Linked DNA regions of Sus scrofa: region 2 is linked to region 1. The links are chromatin contacts, called in public Hi-C maps. All regions are on one chromosome and are shown on one strand. Each heading gives the region's core, a stretch centred on a gene start, on an enhancer-like site or on the middle of the called end of the contact. The rest is flanking DNA. Distances are from core to core; before and after follow the strand shown. Region 1 overlaps CA5A (carbonic anhydrase 5A, mitochondrial). Region 2 overlaps LOC106510444 (a long non-coding RNA gene).

What was found. Hi-C and Micro-C count contacts between places; a contact is called where the count stands out from the background.
Region 2: a Hi-C map of liver shows a contact between it and region 1, with 2.0 times the contacts expected there. The contact joins two enhancer-like sites. A contact is called at or near these places in 3 of 47 Hi-C or Micro-C datasets (liver, mesenteric adipose tissue and omental adipose tissue) and 1 of 2 datasets of contacts at active chromatin or transcription factors (alveolar macrophages).

The regions. Positions count from the first base shown.
Region 1 is chr6:1,519,739-1,526,705 of Sscrofa11.1, forward strand. CA5A (carbonic anhydrase 5A, mitochondrial) reads left to right here. Exons shown (of 9, transcript XM_021093673.1): 5 at 231-349; 6 at 2,526-2,621; 7 at 2,771-2,833; 8 at 5,429-5,584. Among named protein-coding and RNA genes, the nearest start is that of SLC7A5, 23 kb to the right of the region's middle. Within about 2 kb of position 2,768, at least 11 of the 83 cell types and tissues checked have an H3K27ac peak or open chromatin away from gene starts, as enhancers often do. A contact at or near this core is called in liver, where this site is marked.
Region 2 is chr6:1,779,327-1,786,293 of Sscrofa11.1, forward strand. The region is part of intron 2 of LOC106510444 (a long non-coding RNA gene); the gene reads right to left. Among named protein-coding and RNA genes, the nearest start is that of JPH3, 16 kb to the left of the region's middle. Within about 2 kb of position 2,930, at least 43 of the 83 cell types and tissues checked have an H3K27ac peak or open chromatin away from gene starts, as enhancers often do. A contact at or near this core is called in liver, where this site is marked.

The DNA of each region.
Region 1 (6,967 bases), core at 1,518-4,017:
GCACAGGGCTGAGGCCGCTACCGCCACCCGGTGGCAGCACCTGGCTCTGCATCACTCCCACGTCCCTGTGAGCCTGACCGGCCCCTAGGCCAGACCAGACCCCAGCTTTGAGTGTGTCATTGTGGCAGGACGTCACTCTCTCCAGAGGGACATTGCGTGGCCCCACAGTAGATGTCACAGCAATACCACGGTCCAACAAACAGACTCACACGCCCCGTTTCACTTTCCAGGAATCAGCGGTGGGCCCCTGGAGAACCCCTACAGACTAAAGCAGTTCCACTTCCACTGGGGAGCGGTGGACGAGTGGGGCTCCGAGCACACAGTGGAGGACCACGCGTACCCCGCCGAGGTGAGGAGCCCCATTCTCGCAGCTAGTGGTGGGGGGCTCCCCTGTGCCAGGCTCGGATCAAGCATCCTGGCTTCCCAGAAAGAAGGATTTCCTGGGACGTGGGCCTCCCAGTGCTCAGACCAGAACAAGGGGCCACCCCACCTGTTCAACCTCACGACTGTTCTGAGGGGAGGCTACTCTTAGCACTGTCATTTCACAGAAGAAGAGACTGGAGTTCAGAGTGGTGGTGTAACTTGCCAAACTCTGCAGCTGGGCTTTAAGAGCAGAGTCTGGGCCCTGAGCTCTCACTTCCATGACACTTGCAGCTGGTCAGTCAGGGCCGAGCAGCTTCCTCCTTCAGGGTGTCGGAGACCTTTGACTGACAGCAGAAAATCTTTACGGGAGCTCCCGTCGCGATGCAGTGGCCAATGAATCCCACTAGGAACCATGAGGTTGCAGGTTCAATTTGGCCTCGCTCCGTGGGTTAGGGATCTGGCATTGCCCTGAGCTGTGGTGTAGGTCGCAGATGTGGCTCGGATCCCGCGTGGCTGTGGCTCTGGCGTAGGCTGGTGGCTACAGCTCCGATTAGACCCCTAGCCTGGGAACCTCCATATGCCATGGGTGTGGCCCTAGAAAAGGCAAAAAAAAAAAATCTTTCCAATAGAAATTATTGTCTGGAAGTGATATTTGCAGCGTTCCAGAATGAGAGCCAGTAAGGAAAATTGAGTAGAGATAAAAGTCAGCAACATGGTTTTGCTAATTATGGGGTAGAAAGCGGGGCTTTATCAATGCGCCCCAATATTCTGTTATGAAATTTTTCCAACAGACAAAAAAAAAATGCAAACAACTGTATGGGGAGAACCCATGAGCCTGCCCCCGCCCCGGATCGTAGGGTTGACATTGGCCGTGTTCACTTTATCGCACCTCCCCCACCCCGCTTCCACCTGCCAGCCACCTGGCTTTTTGATGCATTTCAAGTTCTGGAATGTTTTTGTCACCGTTGTGACAGAAGTCACACTGTGGTTAAAACAAGACCAACGTCCGTCACACTAAAAAGTCAAAGTCACTGTTGTCACACAGCCAGAGGTAGCCTCTGGGGATGGGTCCTAATTAGGGAATTCCATCTATTATTATAATTGTCTGCATTTTTACAAATATGGCAAAATGAAGGAACAGGGGCTTGCAACACCCTCACTCTGAATGAACCGCGCGCCTCTTAGTAACTGAGCACCTGTACCTCGGTGTTTAAGGAGATGTTTGCGCAGGGGAGTTTGTTGCAATCTGCTAGTGCAGAAGCAGGATCAGAGCCGGGGCCCCCAGGGCCGTGTCTGAGGCCAAGGGGGCAGGGGGCAGGGGGCAGCGTCGGCCTGGCCTTGCCTCTGGCCCACTGGGCTTTGGAAGGCCAAGCCTGCTCCAGAGGGCGGCTCTGTGAAAGAGACAGCTGGGGCCAGGGCCTCGGGCCCAGCTGTCCCTGTTTCTGGAGGACCACATGGGATAGGCTGAGCTAGGGGAGGCCAGGGAGAGCCCACATCAGCCTCAGAGTCCCCGGTGGGTGTGGCCATGGAACCCAACAGCTGCTGGGAGCAGGGGGTCCCTGCGCAGAAAGGCCTCTGCCACCACTCACACGGTCGCAGGAAATGTGCGCAGACCCCCGGGCTCCTTCTAGGCTCTGAGCCAGACTCAGCAGCAGCCCACGTGCTGTCATCACACAGAAGCCAGGCGTCCTGGGTCCTGCCAGTGACCCAGGAAAGCCCGCCCCTCCCCCACCCCTTCTCCCCACTGTTCTAAATCCTCGTCATCTGGCCCGTTGCGCTTGGGTGTTTGGGCTTGGGAAAGCCACCAGAGGGGATTCAGGGCAAGCGCAGGACACAGTGACACAGGTAGGAAAAATGCCCCGGGGCCATAGTGAGTTAAATGTCATTTGTGGTTTCCCTGGAGTGTGGACACAACCACCAATCGTGCACCCGACCTGGTGACCCTTGTTCAGGGTGGACCGAGAGGCAGCAAATCAACAAGCACCCATTTCTGTCTTATAAACTGAAAGGCAGCCTCCGTTCTCTCCTGCTTTCCGGGGTTTGAGCGTTTGGCGTGAATTCACCAAGATCTTCAGGTGGGCATCTGGGGGCCGCCCGGAGCGACGCTGCCTTGTCCTCGCCGCACCATGACAGGTGTGCCTCCTTGCCCTCCTGTGTTGCAGCTGCATCTGGTTCACTGGAACGCTGTGAAATACCAGAATTACAGAGAAGCTGCAACGGGAGAACATGGCCTGGCTGTCATAGGTGTATTTTTAAAGGTAAATTCGCTGGGGTCCCACTTGCCTAGTGAGGAGAGGGGTGCGTTCTGAGAAAGACCTGCTTCGCAAGCCCAGTCCACTTAGAGTGACCTGTGCTTGTCACTCCCGTCCCCGCCTTGTCACGTGCTCTCTGCGGCCGTGCTCTGCAGCTGGGGGCCCGCCACGAGGCGCTGCAGGAGCTGCTGGAGGTCCTGCCAGACATTAAACACAAGGTAAGCTTTGCGTTTTGAGATCAGCATAACTGGAAAAGCAATATTGTTTTATGACTCCTTGGCAAAGAAGAAAAAAAAAAAAAACCAAAAAACCAAACAAACCAGTTTGGTGGAAAGAGCATTGCAGAGAGAGGCTGAAGCCCTCTCTGGAGCTGGACGCTGAGCTGGTTCCAGTCTCGTCTGGTCCTTGTGTCCCCGCTCGTGCCCGGCCCTCCCTCCTCAGTGTCATGGGGTTTGCCACGTTCAGTGGTTCAGGCAGCATCCTAAACATTTTCGCTCTGTCCACCCGCCAGGGGTCCTTTGAGTTACTTAATATTTTCCAGGAAATTCATCCACTTTTTACAAAAACCTTTAGACTTGTCCCAGGCAACAACATCCACTAGTGGGGGTGTTTGTTTTCACACCAACTGACGCAAGTTCCCAGCTACCGACCTTCAGGAACACCCACCTGCAAGCTGCCTGGCGCACTTAGGCTCGCCCTGTCCCGGAGAGCAGAGCGCGGGCGAGGGGCCTGCAGATACGCCCATTCCTGCCCAGCGCCCACCTGTCCGCCTTACTGCGCTCGGCCCCGCATGACCAGCATGGGAGCCCTTCCCCGGGACCAGCTGGGAAAGACTTTGATGGGGAAATTCCTGAAAAGCGCAGTTTATTTGTTCAGCACCAAACAAAAGAATTCCGAGAGGGAAGGAGTCTCCGAGGGTCCTTGAACGTGGGGACGGATGGCGCTCGGACCTGTCCTAACAATGGCGAGAGGGGCTCCCGATGGGAGCCGGGGGCCAGCCCTTCCGCGGCCACTTCGCAGGGCTGTTTGATCTGGGCTCTGCTGTCCCCTTGATGTTGGCCTCTGCCAGCCCCCTGGGACCAGCCCCCCCGCGGCCCCGTCTGCCCGCTCAGGAACTCGGCAGGCTCAGGGTGCTGGGGGCACATCCTGCCCCTCGCTGGTCTGCAGCCAGAGTCAACCTGCCGGGATGTTTCCCCAGTGGTGTCTGCCCCCCCGTGGGGCATGGTCGCCCGCCTTGGTGGGAAAGAAAGGAGTTTCCCTGGGGTGCTGTCTGCACAGGGGTCTGCTTGCTTCCACAGGCGGGCAAACTGTGCAAAATACAGAGGAAATGGTGTCGGCGGGACCCGTGGAGGAGACGCCTGGGCCCGGCTCTGGTCCTGACGCCCGTCCCCGAGCCTCGGTCTCCTCACCTGAAAAACAGGCGTTTCCGTCTCAAGAGAGAAAGGGGAGTTCCCGTCGTGGCACAGTGGCTCACGAATCTGACTAGGAACCATGAGGTCGCGGGTTCGATCCTTGGCCTCGCTCAGTGGGTTAAGGATCCAGCGTTGCTGTGAGCTGTGGTGTAGGTCACAGACGTGGCTCAGATCCCGTGTTGCATGGCTGTGGCGTAGGCCGGCGGCTACAGCTCCAGTTAGACCCCTAGCCTGGGAACCTCCATATGCCTTGGGTGTGGCCCTAAAAAGCAAAAAAAAACCAAAACACGAAAAAATAGAGAAAGGCCGCCCTTGGAGGGCAGGGGTCTGTGCTTCCTGGGTCAGGGTGTGGTCAGCTCTAGTCCTTGGTCATAGTCTGTGCCCCTTCCTGGGCTCCCCCAACGTCCGGGGTGACTTGAGATTTTCCGCATTACGAGTGACCCTGGGCGTTCCCTAGTGGCCTAGTGGTTAAGGATCCAGTGTGGTCACTGCCGTGCTGGGTTCAATGCCTGGCCTGGAAACTTCCGCATGCCCTGGGTGCAGCCAAAAAAAAAAAAAGTGTAATATTTTTTTGGTGCACAGTGGAAAACACTCTGGAAGTTCCTCAAAAAATTAAACATAGAATTATCATGGGATCCAGCATTTCTACGTCTGGGTATATCCTCAAAATTATTAAAAGTGAGGTCTTGAGATATTTGTACACCATGTTCATAGCAGCACTACTCACAGCCGCCAAGAGGTAAAGCAACCCAGCTGCCCTTGATAGATGATGGATAAGCAAAATGGGGTCCATCCATACCGTGGAACATTACTCAGCTCTGAAAAGGCAGGGGCGATCCTGACACCTGCTACAGCATGGCTGGAACTTGAGGACATTGTGCCAAGTGACGTTAGGCGGTCACAAAAGCCACACAGCCTGCATTATTCCACGGATGCGCGGTCCCTAGATTCACAGAAGTAGATGGTGGCTGCTGGGGGACTAGGGGAGGGGAGGGAGCGTGTGTTTAATGGGGACAGAGTTTCGGGCTGAAGTGTCTAAAAATGTGGAGGGGACGATGGTGATGATTACACGCCAGCGTGCACGTACTTACTGGCCCTGAACCGTGCCCTTAAAAATGGTTAAGATAGTCGATTTTACGTTGTGTGCGATACTTGACCTCAACCTTTAAAAGAGTGATTGTTTCACAGCCAAGCCCTACAAAAATGCAAAATTTAAGAGAAAGATTATGAGCCTGTGGTGAGCGTCCGTTCTCTGGGTGGAGGGGTCATTTCCTGTTGTCATGGTTTCCAAATCCGTGGCCACAGCCTTTATCTCAAGGACGCGCCTCCTCCAGGCCGGGAGCTAAAGCGAGCGCCCTGCCCTCCCCGGCCCCCCTGACTCCACCCGCCCCCCGCTCCCAGGACTCGCGGGCGGCCCTGGGCCCCTTCCAGCCCTCCTGCCTGCTGCCCACCTGCCGAGATTACTGGACGTACCCGGGCTCCCTGACCACGCCCCCGCTCTCCGAGTCCGTCACCTGGATCATCTATAAGAAGCCCATTGAGGTGGCTCAGGACCAGGTGAGCGCTGCCTGTGACCAGCACACAGGACCGCCTGGGGACGCCTACGCTTTGTCGGTGTCACTAAGACAGGGTGGGCCACAGCCTTGCCGAGGTTCATGCTTTGGTGCTTTTTAGATGTTCTGCATGATAGAATTTTCCAACTGCAATGGGAGCTTGCTGGGATTGGACAGAAGCGTCTGATATCATCGCTCTCTTTCTGACCCTGAGATAGTGCCACGTGAGAGCAAGTCAGACAGAGGAGGAGGACAGAGCCAAGACAGGAAGGGAGGGAAGGTGGGGCGGGGGCGGGGGCAGTTATGTGCCTCGGCTCCTAGTCTTAGCGGTCAGACTCAGCATGGCAAGCCTCCCTGGGGACAAGTGCTTGGGCCAGGCCAGGGCCTGCTCTTTGATGGACAGTGGGATCAGGCTACTTCAAAGAGCAGAAGCGACATTCTAACTGGGACCTGGGTCCTTGCCCGTGCTGGGACCTTAGCGAGCATCTGCAGGTGACCCAAATACCAAGGAAGCGATGTCGGAGATGAGGGTCTTGGCGAGATGTTCAAGACTGAGGATTGATGAGGAGAAGAGAAGATTCTAGGGTCCGTCCGTTGTCTTTGGCTGATGGGACAGTAAGAAATCGAGACTGCAGGGGGTTTTCTCTCACGCGGTGCTAGGAAGCTCTGCGACTATATACAGTGAGAGAAAATGCCGGGAGGATTGTATTCGTCACCTGTCGCTGCAAAATGCTGCGTAACAAAACACCCCCCCCCCCGAATCAATGGCTTATAAGAAGAATTTATTTTTCCTGCTGATGGGTCTTTGGGGGGTGGGAGAATCTATTTTAGGCTGTGATTGGGGGTTGGGTCAGGCCCTGGGTCTTTCATATTTCTTGGCCCTGTGGTCATCCAGGACTGCTTCTCATGGCAAATGGCAGGAAGGCAAAAGATAAGCCTCTGTCTGCTCACATCCTGTTGGCCAAAGCAAGTTACCATGGCCAGGCCAAGGCCAGCGGGGCAGGGAGGAGGTGCGGGATGGTTTGCCATGTGATGCCCGGGGCCGAATGCACCTGCGTGTGCTGAGAATTTCTGGCTGTCCCAAGGTCTGCAGTGGTTCCAAGTTTTTTTCTCTCCCTTATGTAAATATTTGACTTTTTTCTAAAACAAGTAGATACTTCGTGTATCTTTTTTTTTTTTTCATTCAAGTATCTTTTTCTCTGGAAATCTCAAGCATCTAGAGAATGTCTGTCTGTCTCGGGCAGAGTTGAGAGTGACAAGTAGGCAACTAGCAGGCTCCACTCTCCCACCTTCTACCCAGGGCAGACATTTCAAATCGATCCCAGCAGCATCCATCACCTCGGCTTCCGCTGTCTGCTCTCTGAGGGCTCAGGTGAGCTCTCAGAGG
Region 2 (6,967 bases), core at 1,680-4,179, 260 kb after region 1:
AATAAAAGCAGAGTAAAAAGTAAAGTATGGAATTTAAGGGTTTGGTATAATCATAAACTTGGAAACTGTCGCTACAATGTAATTTTACCTTTTCATTGTCCCCAGAAAAAGCCCTGTTCCCACTAACAGTCACTCCTTTGCCTCCCCTCCCCCGGCCCTGGCGAGCAGTCACCTCCTTCCTGTCTGCGAGGGTGTGCCTGTCCTGGACATTCCTGTATGAATGCGACCATGCAACAGGACCCTTTGGTGACCGGCTTCTTTTCTCGCCGTCACGTCCTCAAGGCTCATCCAGGTTGTAGCGTCAGTACTCAGGCTTCTTAATGGCCAAGTAATATTCCATTATCGGCGTGGACCCCATTTGATCTGACGGACCCTTGGGCTGCTTCCGTTTTTGGCAGCTGTGAACATCTGTCTTCAGTGTTTGTGTGCAAGTATGTTCTCATTTCTCTTGGGCATAAGCCTAGGAGTGGAATTGCTAGGTCTGACGGTGACTCAATTTCACCTCTGGAGGAGCTGCCAGGCGGTGGTCAGAGCAGCCGTGCCATTTTCCTGGTGACTAGGGGTGCTGAGAATCTTTTCATGTGCTTCTTAGCCATTTGTGTGCCCGATTCTGGAGACATATGTATTCAAACCCTTGGCCGTTTTCCGAATTTGTACTCTTATTACTGAGTTGTAGGAGGGCTTGGCGTATTCTAGATACAAATCCCTTATCAGACAGCGGATCTGCAAACCCTTTCTTCCACTCTGTGGGCTGTCTTCTCACTTTCCTCGTGGTTCCATCATTTGCAGCACGAAAGGTTTTCGTTTTGGTGATGTCCTTTGCATCTGCTTTCTCTGTGTCGCTCATGCTTTTGGTGTCATTGCTAAGATCTCTGCCAACACACTGGCTTCCTTGACCTGCCCCTGCTGATGCCCTCAGAGTGTGGGAGCCTTGCCTCCCAGAGACAGATGCCCTGAGGACGGGGGCGGGGGGGTGATTTGGTTGCATCCAGGCTTCTCCCGGGTGCAGCTAACACAGACGTATTCTACAGATGAAGATTGGACTCAAGAGGCTGTTTTGTACTTTTCTCCCCACTTAGCACATGTCCTGAACATTTTTGCATTTCATTAAACTGTCTTCTACAGCCCAACTTAATGGTTGCTAGTGTTTGTCCACAGCTGTCAATAAGAGTGAATGTTTTATGTGCCTGGGGTTTATTTCCCTTTAGAGCTTTGCGACACATCCTGCTCCTGCTCTCACTGCTTTCCATATATTAACTCATTTACCATTCACAACGGCTGCATGAACAAAGTACACCGTTATGAACCCATTGTGCAGAGGTGGAAGCTGAGGCACAGAGAGGTGAAGCTATTTGCCCAAGGTCACACAGCTGCAAAGGGGCAGGGGCAGGAATCAAACCAAAGCAGTCTGGCTCCAGAGTCCACACTGCATTGAAGAGCCCTCAATGTGGGCAGAAAGGGGACGGGGACAGTGCAGGGGAATGAGGGGAGAAGGGCAAGCTTCCTTCTCTCTGGAGCTCTGAAGACAGACTGAGAGGTGTCGGGGGTACGTGGGGCAGTGCTCTCTGTGCCACCGTCACCCTGTCCCCAGACGGTTCAGAAGTCATTGTGCCCGTCTGTGTGGACGTGGGCACTTGCCAGCACCTCGGAGAATCGCTGGGAACCCACCTACTGTGGACCTACCAGAGCTGCAGGGACACCAGGCAGGGGTCCTCTTCTGCCCCCAATTCCCCACCCCCATGTTCTAGAACAAGGGCTGCCCCAGGCTGCCCGAGGCGATGCCAGCCTGAGTCTCGCAGACCAGACGTCACCCGCCAAGGGCAGCCATGGCAGCAAGAGCGGGACCTCGGGCCTCGGCTGGGGGAGCAGTCCCTGGGGCTCCGGGACTTTGCTCAGGGGCAGGAAGGAGGCAGGGAAGCATGCGCTTCAGCCTGGTTGGGGGTTGAGGTTCAAGTGCACACGAGGGTCCTACCAGGGCGGAGTCCCTGCCCCCACACCAGAGAGCAGGATGCCCAGTGACAGAGACTCACTGCATCCCACCAGGCCAGTCCCCGGTGCTGGAGACGCCCTCACCCGCCCCTCACGTGTAAGCAGCTCCACGATGGCCACACACTCAGGTGGGCTGGGGGGCTGCTGGTGGGGCGGCCTGAACTCAACCCCGAACTCGACCTCGCCATGGCGGTGTGACCCCGGACTCCTTAAAGTCTGCGAATCTCTGCGCCCTCTTCATCAGCCAGCCCCCTCCCAGGGGTACATTCAAAGACATGGAATGAATGGGACGCCCCGCACGCCTGGCCCAGGGCACCATGGTGAGGGCTGTGTTCCAAGGTCAAACGTTGCCCCGTGTGCATCTCTCATCACCTCCTCTGGATAAATTCCAAAGGAAAGACCAGCCGGTCAAAGGGCAAGTGCATTTTGCAAACCCGCGGCTGTGCCACTTTCCACGCACAGGGACGCCTGGCTCTGAGGCTGCCTGGGCGGCACTGGGCGGGGCCCGGGACTCTGCATTTCTAAGGTGGGTGATGATGATGCTCTTAGTCCAGGACCCCTCCTCCACCCCCACCCCCAGCTCCCAGCGTGGGGGTCCCCGGGCGTGTGGGTTCTCTGCCAGCCCCCCTTGGAGGAAGCCAGGTCCTCCAGGGCCGGGCAGCCACAGCCCCAGGCGGAAGGCTGGAAGGCCGCCTCGCCTGTGTCTGGTCCTGCGAGGCTCCTCCCCTTCCCGCGGAGCCTGAATCTCTGCCATTAGCTCCCAGTCCAGCCGGGCTGTTTATGCCGCAATTCCAGCAAATTCAAGCCACACAGAGAGGCCGAGAGAGAGCAGCTCTGCACCGAGGCCAGGCAGCGGGGGGCCAGCCCTGTGCCTGGAGGGCCCTTCTGAGCCTTGGCCTGTGGGCTCCTTCCCTGCAGCGGTGACGGTGCTGTGAGCGGGCGAGCAGACAGCGGGCGGAGGGAGACCCCGTCTGGACGGGAGCGTCTATGCAGCCCCACTGGGTTCCCACTTCGCCCAGCCAGCTGTGAAGCCTGGGTGCTTCTTGGGCTCGGGGATCAAACACACAAACAAACTCTACTCTCGGTAAAAGCTGGGGGGGAGGGATAAAATACTTGGAGTGTTTTGCTTTCTGTGGGAACCGCATGGAATTGCCAGTTTGGGGCTGTTGTTGCCGTCCAAGAAGGCAAGTCCACGTAGTGCAATGTAACCTCAGGGCACAGATTCAAAGCAGTTTTTCATACCCACCCATTTTCAGGATGCATGACACTGACACACAGAACACGGTCACATGTCACCCCTGCTGGCCCCAACGCTGTGTTTCACGGAATTGGAGATGCCAGGTGTGGGTCTCTGGGCCCCTCTGTCCCCGACAGCTGAGGAGCCCACCGTCAGGGCTCTGGGCACCTTCGGAGGGTCAGTGCCGCCTCCTCTCTTTCCAGTGTTTTAGGGCCGCTTCCTGGAGCCACACACCTGCGAGGACTGATGGCCAACCCGGAGAAAGTCCTCATGGCAGTGGGGCCGCCCTGCTTCTCTCTCTCACAAGATCCCAAGGGTGCACCCCAGGGATGGAGCAGCTGTGGGGTGAGAGGGGAGCCAGGACTCTGGGGGCAGGAAAGCCAACCTCTGTCTGATCCCGGGAGACAAGGGTGTTTCCGGCATCAGGGGTCCATGTGCTGTGGCCAGGCTGGAGAAATGCGGGGGGACTGTACCCCCAACCCCAAGTGAGTGTCTCACAGCCCAAGCGAGGGTCTCATGTTCACCCCCTGAGGCTGGGAGAGCAGGGCGGCCTCCTAGCTGCTCCAAAATGGCCTGGGTGCTGCTGTGGTGGGGGCGGGGCTCTGCTCTCAAGGAGCTTCCAGCAGCACCCAGTCAGCCTGCCTGCACGCAGTGGGGCGGTGAGGTTTTACAGCTGCCAGCAGCTCAACACCCACGACGGAGTCAGACTACCACACGCCGACATGCCCACCCCCAATTCCTTATCGCAGTGACACACGTGGCAGGCCTGCGTGCACACGCCTGAGCATCCGCTGCGCGTCTCCCGCATGTCAGAGCTTGGGGGGCACCGAGGGCAACAGCCCTCTCCCCAGAGCATCCTCACAGCAGCTCCACTGTCCGAACACACTCAGGCTTTCCAGTTCAGACACGTTCACCTGCGCCCGACAGCCACGCACCACCACCCAGACTCAACCCGTGCTCCTCGTCCTCGGAGGTGCTCTGGGTGCTTAGAAGAGCAAAGGCAGCGTGGCCGCCCTGCCCAGGCTCTCCCTCCCGCCCGCCCGGAGGGGACATCTGGCCGGGAGACCAGCAGCGGCCGACGTCTGTGTCACCCAGAACCTCCGTGAAGAGGACCAGGCCGTTCAAACCCTCCAGCGCTGGGCCCTTTCCTCCCACCCATGGAGCGTTTCAGGTGTGTCTCTGTTGATGCCCGCAGCTCTTGTTTATTTTAGAGTAGGAAGCGGGTTACGCCACACTGCCAGTGAAGCCAACTTGGTGAACCACCCCGCAGCCTGGTGAGCACAGGGGCTGGTCCGGGTTTCGTTCACAGGCGATGCTTTTAGGGGAAGGGGCAGAGGCGGGAGCCGGGCATCGGTCCGCAGATTCCAAATCCACGTGGCCCTCTGTTTCCTCAGCAGAAATCACACGAGGCCCAGAGCCCCGTGACACCACGCACCCTGCCGGGCAGGGCCACCCAGGCGCCGCCGCCCTTCGTGCTGGTTCAAAGGCGTGTCCGCAGATTCCCGGCCTCCTGGCCCCTCCTGGCCCCTCGAGAGGCGGACTTGACTCCCCCAGCCCTGCCTGTGGGCGGCACCCCCTCACTCCCCCTAACAAGGAGAACAGGCTGGGGTGGCGTGCCCCCACTTCTGAGACTGGGGTGCAGGAGGACTGGGGCTTCTGCCTTAGTCTGCGGGCACCTCTCTTTCTCTCTCTTGGCTCACTCACTCTGGGAGGCCAGCTGCCCTCTGCAGAGACGCACAGGGAAAGGAGGGCTCCTGCGAGCAGCCAGCGAAGACCCGGCGGCCGCAGAGTTAGCTTGGGAGAGGATCCTTCAGCCCCAGGGGACACGCTGGGTGACCACGACTGCAGCCACAGGACCTCGTGCGCGGGAACCACCCAGGCAGCAGCTCCCAGACTCCCGCCCTGCAGAGACCACAGGCTGACAGGCGTGTGCTCTTTTAAGGTCCTGAGTTCGGGGTGTTTGTGATGAAGCAGGAGACACCAGCCACACCATTAGGCACCCCTCCAGCCTTCACCCCCAGTCTCCACACATCTCTTCCCCATGGCATCCTGGCCTCAGGGAGGGCGTGTGGCCTGGAGCCCCCGACACAGCACCCAGGGCTGAGCACTGGCAGTGACTGCCTCCGCCCCCTTTCTCCCTCGCAGCCGCGACCCTGACCGCCCGACTGCAATGCTACAAAGGGCTCAGACCGGTAGACTCCAGCGCCTTCTGCACATGGAGTGTTCCGGAATTCCCCCGAGTCAGAGGCTTTGGAGTCAGACGGACCTGGGTGTCCAATCTCTCCCCGCACCACGTCTCCTCTCCCCGCACCGTCCTCACCTGTAACCTGGCGCATCTCCCGGACAGCCCAGCCGAGCGAACGCGGGCAGACAAGGGGGCCGGTGCTGAGCGGGGAACGCCTTGTGAACACCACAACCAGCCGCAGGAGCTGGGCAGCACTGCTGACGGGCCTGGGACCTGGGCTGGGGGCATAGCTTCCACGGGAGATCTTGGGGGTGGGCCCCCCCGTGCCCACCCCGCCCCCGGGCACTGTGCCCGGCCTCGCTGGCCTTCCCTTGTTCCACACGGAGCTCTGCTGTCTCTCGCAGGGGAGTTTTGAAACCCCCTTCTCCCCTTGAAAATTCACCTTTTTCTTTCTCTATTGAAGTAAAATTCATATAACCTAAAATTAACTATTTTATTTTATTTTATTTTATTTTATTCTAATGGCTGCAGGTGCAGTCTATGGAGATTCCCAGGCTAGGGGTCGTTTGGAGCTGTAGCTACTGGCCTACACCACAGCCACAGCAACATGGGATCCGAGCCGAGTCTGTGACCTACACCACAGCTCACGGTCACTCCGGGTCTTTAACCCATTGAGCGATGCCAGGGATCAGACCTGCATTCTCATGGATACCAGGCAGGTGGTAACCACTGCGCCACGACGGAAACTCATAAAATTAACCATTTTCAAGTGAACAATCCGGCGGCCTTTAGCCCGTTCACAGAGCAGGTGCAGCCGCCACCTCTCTCTCTAGCTCCACCGCGTGTCCAACACCCCGGAAAGGACCCCAGAGCTGCTACCAGTCCCTCCCCGCCCCCTCCCCGACCCCCGGTGACCGTGCGCCTGCGCTCTGTCTCTATGGGTTTGCTCACTCGGGACGTTTCACGTAAGAGCAGTGACACAGCCTGTGGTCCCTTGTGACTGGCTTTTCACCAAGCAACGGATTTTCCGGGTCTTTCCAAAATGGATCGGGTGTCAGCACGTCCCTCTTTTTCCCTTTTTAAATCGAGGGGTAATTGACCTGTCACGTTACATCAGTCTGGGTTTACACAGAAGGACTTGTCTTTGTAGGTATCGCGAATTGACCACCACCCCAAGTCCGGTTAACCCCCCTCCAGGCAGAGCGACAGAACCTGTGTTCACCGGGCGAGGACTTTCAAGACCTACCTCTTGGCGACCTTGCCCGTGCGGTGGTGTATTGTGTGTGTGTGTGTGTTGGCCACAGTCGCCACGCTGTGCATTCCTCCTACTAGACGTTCATTTAACGAGACGTTTGGACCTTGGCACCCCCTTTGCCCTCCCCTCGCCCCCCCGCCCCCACCTGTGGCAAAGAGCAGTCTCATCTCTGTATCTGCGAGCTCGGCTTTCCTTCTCGCTTTTTGAGATTTCACATGTGAGATCATACGGTATCAGTCTTTCTCGACATTTCTCTGAGCTCAGTGCCCTCCAGGACTATGTTGTCGTAAATGGCAAGATT